Regions from separate parts of the Sus scrofa genome. Here region 2 is linked to region 1. The links are chromatin contacts, called in public HiChIP or PLAC-seq maps. All regions are on one chromosome and are shown on one strand. The core of a region is the stretch at or near the end of the contact, and the rest is flanking DNA. Distances in the headings are between cores, read along the strand shown.

Region 1 (2,700 bases), core at 199-2,698:
TCACACCACACGGCCCCATCCTTTGTCCAAAAAAAATTTAAAAAGCCTCTGCTACCCTGTGCAAGGGCAGAAAGCCGCCCGAGGTCTTAGCTTTCCTTTTTCTGGTGAGTGAGGAGGCAGGAGATGTTGGGGGGCGGGGGGAGTTGTGCACGCACCCGCAGCTGGCGGGGAGAGACAGAGTGGTCCGTGTAGATGCACAGTTTTTCGATGGTCAGGGGCGTAGTCTCGCGCAGCTTGGAGGCCAGCAGCATGCAGACCGCACCCAGGAGCTGCAACTGCGCCTTGCGGGTGGGGACGCAGGACAGGTAGCGATCCAGGTAGTTCATGGCCAGGGGGAAGACTTCCTCCTCACAGCGCTGCTCCTCACACACCTGGGGGAGGGCGCACGGTCATTTCTGGGACAGAGGCAGAGGAGACGCAGCAGCACTAAAGGTTGGGGGGGGGGGCTGAAAGGGATTGGGACGGGGAGCAAGAAATGGCAGGGGGTAGGTGTCCTTACAGTGACAGGGACTAAAACGCAGGATGCGCCTTCCCCAAGGTGACGCCCCCCCCACTTCCTCGACGTTGCCTCCACCCCCACACCCGGGGCTGGGGAGAGGGGGGCTGTAAGCCAGAGGCTCCCTTAAGGATTCCAAACTGAGTCTGCCCTCCCCCATACCGAGGGCGATGGGGGACGGACGAGTCACCCACTGTAGCCAGAGAACTGGGACCTTACCCCCATTACCGCCACCCACTGCACACACCCAAAGGGAAGGGAGGAGACTCCAGCCGCGGCCTCCCGCACTTTTCATTTCCCTGACGGCCGGAACAGCGCGCGCCACCCCCACCGCCTTCCCCGCCAGAACCCCGCGACACACACAGGAACCGGCTCTGCGGCGGGGGCGGCTGAGCCCAAGGTTTTCCAGCCGCGCTCTCCAGAGAGGGCCGGGCAGGGGAGCAAGGCAGGAGACGCTGGGAGAAGCCGGAGGGGAGAGGGTGGCCCTTGTCCCGCTTTCCCGGCCCAAGAGAGGGTTAGTTAGGGTGCCAAACGACTGGCAGTCAAAGCCAGGGTTGGAGAAGAGAAAGAAAGGACCACCTGGGAGGCAGCCGGCTAGGGTGCGCGAGCGCAAGGCCAGGCCCCGGGGATGTGCGCCACAGAAACATCTTGATGATTGTTGTTGGGACCAGGATGTCCCGACAGGGCGGCCCCGGGATGTCCGGAGCTGGGGGACGCAAGGGTGGCGGGGGAGGGGAGACCAGTCCGGGCGGTACCTCCAGCATCCAGTACGCCAGCATCTTCCGCATGTGCGGCTTGATCTCCCTCTGCACACATTGGAAGTAGGAGGCGCGGGGCACATAGCGCTCCTCCAGGCGGAGCAGGCTCTGCAGGACCCGCTGGTCCCCCAGCAGCCGCGGGTCCGGCCCGGCCCGGGGCGCGTGCCGGGTGCCCTCGCAGCACAGCAGCTCCATACTCGGGCAGCGCACGGGCAGGGCGGGAGTGCGGGCTGGCGAGCCAGAACGCAAGGCGGCGGGCCGGAGAGCGCGGGGCGCGGGACTGGTGCTGGCGCTGGCACTCCGCGTTGGAGCCTCAGCCCGCCCCCGCCGCCGCGCGCCGCTTCCCTGACAGGCGCCCCGCCCCTCGCGACCGAGTAGCAACCGTGGAATGCTCGGACGTCGCGACGTCCCAAGGGGCGGGGCCTCCGGCGCCCAGACGGAAAGGGCGGGCGGGCGCTCCCCCCCACCCCGCCCCCGGGCGGCCGTATTGGTCCGCCGGGCGCGGGCCGGCCGGCTTCCGGGCGCTCCGAGCCTTCTGACCACCCGGTGCAGAGAGGTACTTTGGAGGTGGGGCTCTTCCCCACCTACAAGCCCTCCCGTTTGGCTGCTCAGACTCCAGTTGCCCAGGAAGAACTTTTCTCCAAAGGTTATTCATTCATTCAGTCAGTCATCAAACCCGACTTCACCCGCTGCTTGCTTTAGGGAATATGAATAATAATAAAGTAGCTAGTTCTTAAAAAAATAAAAAAAAGCTAGTTCTAGGTGAAGACTGTTGTAAGCACTTTTGATTCTTCATGAAAAAAGCTATGAATTAGGTCTTGTATTGGTTTTGAAATTGAGGAAACCGAAACACGGTAAATACAGTCTTAGTCTGAGCTATAGGATTGGGAAGCTGACAGTCTGACTCCAGAACCTGTGCTCTGCACCATTCCCTGCAGGATCAAAATCTGCATTTCAACAAGATCCCTGGTGATTCCTGTGCATATTAAAGTGCTAGAAGAGCTAGTCTAAATCCGCACATTTCAGAAATACAACGGGGCGGAAAGACCGTGGATTCAAGGCCTCACCTCTTCAAGTTGGCTGTGTGGCCTTGGAAAAACCCTGAAGTCCGCCTTAGTTTCTGTCTGAGGAAAACATGGGTGGGGAAACTAGATCCTTTTTGGAAGAGTTTCTTTAATTTTTGTTTTTCTTTTTATTTTTTAGGACCGCACCCAGAGCACATGGAGGTTCCCAGGCTAGGGGTCGAATCGGAGCTACAGCTGTCGGCCTACGCCAGAGCCACAGCAACACCAGATCCAAGCCTCATCTTCGACCTACACCACAGCTCACAGCAACGCCAGGTCCTTAACCCACTGATTGAGGCCAGGGATCGAACCCAAAACCTCATGGTTCCTAATCAGATTGGTTTCCACTGCACCACCACAGGAACTCCTCTGGTAATGCTCT
Region 2 (2,700 bases), core at 78-2,577, 60 kb after region 1:
AAGAAATATACCAAAATGTTAATGGTGATTATTTCTGAGTTGTGGGATCATGGTTCCTTTCTATTTTTCCTTTATGTTTTTCAAAGTTTCTACAATAAGCAAGTATTTCTCTCTTTCTTTTTTGTTTTTGTCTTTTCAGGGCTGCGCCTGCGGTATATGGAGGCTCCAGGCTAGGGGTCGAATCAGAGCTGCAGCAACGTGGGATCTGAGCTGCGTCTGTGACCTACATCAACAGTTCATGGCAACGCTGGATCCTTAATCCACTGGGCGAGGCCAGGGATCGAACCCTCGTGCTCAAGGATGCTAATCTGATTCTTAACGCGATGAGCCACAACGGGAACTCCAGCAAGGATTTCTCTTATAAGGAGACAAATATCATCATGTGGGTACTTGTCTTGCTGTTATACCATTATCTAGACTACTCAACCACACATGAACTCATCAAGGCAGTGACAACTCAGGTGACACTGTCCTGAAAACCACCCAGCCCTCAGAAAGTTTCCAGCCTGGTTAATATCAGTAGCGCTCACACACACACACACACACACACACACACACACACACACACACACACACACGGTACCATCATCATTTTCATTTTGTAGATGAAGAAACTGAGGCTCAAAGAGGTTAAAGTATCTTGCTCAAGGTCACTTATCAGAGTGCGGTCGTGGATCTGAGCCTAGATTTTGAACCCAGCCAGTCCAGTTCCAGAATGGATGTTCTCAACCACTCTCCCATGTTCAGCAAACTCAGACTAGCACCTCCCAACGAAGCCCGATACAGAATGACAGCGGTGAAGGCTACAATGGGGAGGATGGGAGTCGACCTTCCCATGGAATGGACTGGGCGCTTCGCATACTTTCCCTCATTTAGTTCTTGCAACTACCAGGGAAGAAGGTATTATTTTCATCTCCATGTTACCACCTACCAATGAGGAAACTGAGACTCGGACAGGGGTGTGACTCGCTTTGATACTTCAAGTTCACTAACCCCTCTGGCCCTCAGTTTCCTCCTCTCCTGGTAATAATTCCCAGCTCCCTGACGATGGAACGTATTAAACGAGAAAATAGATTCAAAACACTCATCACAGGGCCCAGGATACGTCCAGGGCTTCATAAATGTTAGCTACTGCGGCTATGATTCTTGGTTCCAAAGTTCACGCTCTTTCAACGGCCACAGGCTGACTTGCTAAGTGAGCCAAGGAGAGGGATCCATTCTGAGCGACGCCACAGGAAATGTCTGATGAATGAATGCAGTCCCAGAGGAGGGGCCATCTGCAGGGGCTGTGATGGAGCAGCGGCGGCTTGCCAGGTGGAGGAGGGCAGGGGCACGCCCTGGAGCACAGCGGCACATGCTTTGTTCCTGTCCCTCGCCCAGGCTCTCCCCTGCCCTGCACCCTCTCTGGCGTTCTTCCTTCCGGTTCTCCCGCCCCCTCTGCTCTGGGTCCCTTGCCTCAGCTGTTTCCTTAATCAGGGCCCCGCAGCCTGTGCAGCAGGGAGTGGGCGCCCCTGGCCCTGGGATGGCCCCTGATAAACAGCTGGATCCCTTGTTTGCAGAATCTGTCGTGTCCAAAGGAAAAGCAGAAACAAACCACGGGGGCTGGGAGGACTGCTGATAATAAGTCACTTCACTCCTGGGGCCCCGCCACTCTGTCCCCCAGCCTCTGCATCTAGGCCCTCCCACTTGCCCTTTAAGACCCCGTGTAGCAATGTCTCCTCTCCACCAAAATTTCCCTGACTGTACCCCCTGGCCCCCCACCGCTTGCTTGCAAGCTTCCATTGCAAGCAGCACAGAACCCATCCCAGCCACATATTCATTAAGTGGAAAGCGCTCAGCTGTTAGGGTCTCAACCAGACTGGGAGCTCCAGAGGGCAGACAGTTTGTCTCATGGGCCTAGCACACAATCTGTGAGAATTCTGCAACGATTGAGTAAAAGATGAGTGGACAGGTATTTTAAAAATCCACATATTGACATAGCAGAAACGGTTAAAATAGTATGTAGGTAGGCGTTCCCCTTGTAGGTCCACAGGTTCAGAATCCAAACTAGTATCCATGAGGAGGCAGATTTGATCCCTGGCCTCACTCAGCTGGTTAAGGATCCAGTGTTGCCACAAGCTTCAGTGCAGGTTATAAATGTGGCTTGGATCTGGCGTTGCTGTGGCTGTGTGGTAGGCCATCAGCTGAAGCTCTGATTCGACCCCGAGCCTGGGAACTTCCACGTGCTGCAGGTGTGGCCATAAAAAAACAAAACAAACAAACAAACAAACAAAAAAACACATAGGTGAGGTCAGGGTCTGGGAATTTTTTATTTTTCCAAAATAATAATTAGCATTTTGGGGGGGGCATGCCCGCAGCTTTATGAAAGTTCCCAGGCCAGGAATTGAACATACACCAACAGTATCGACCCAAGCCCCAGCAGTGACAAGGCCCTGTCCCTAACTCACTGAGCCACCAGGGAACTCCAATAATTAGCATTTTATATTTTAGCCATAAAATGTTCACTTGAAAGGCCATTTTTATTTCATTTGAGCGATTTATGAATAATGCCTCTTTCCTTTAGTTTTATACACCCAAGACAAAATTTAAAAATAAATTTAAAATTCATCTTGCCTTCCTTTTAAAAAATACTTTAGGAGTTCCCGTCATGGAGCAGCAGAAACAAATCCGACTAGGAACCATGAGATTGCGGGTTCGATC

Evidence for each region. HiChIP or PLAC-seq counts read pairs in DNA pulled down with a chosen protein or histone mark.
Region 2: an H3K27ac HiChIP or PLAC-seq map of skeletal muscle shows a contact between it and region 1. The contact joins the enhancer-like site here to the promoter of CCND3 in region 1. A contact is called at or near these places in 9 of 47 Hi-C or Micro-C datasets (alveolar macrophages, blood, epiblast stem cells and 3 more) and 2 of 2 datasets of contacts at active chromatin or transcription factors (alveolar macrophages and skeletal muscle).

Annotation. Positions count from the first base shown.
Region 1 is chr7:37,093,364-37,096,063 of Sscrofa11.1, forward strand. It overlaps CCND3 (cyclin D3), which reads right to left and starts at 1,449. Exons shown (of 5, transcript NM_001078678.1): 1 at 1,252-1,449; 2 at 156-371. The coding sequence starts at 1,449.
Region 2 is chr7:37,153,569-37,156,268 of Sscrofa11.1, forward strand. It overlaps a transcript of CCND3 not described here. Among named protein-coding and RNA genes, the nearest start is that of TAF8, 28 kb to the right of the region's middle. Within about 2 kb of position 1,328, at least 38 of the 83 cell types and tissues checked have an H3K27ac peak or open chromatin away from gene starts, as enhancers often do. A contact at or near this core is called in alveolar macrophages, liver and skeletal muscle, where this site is marked.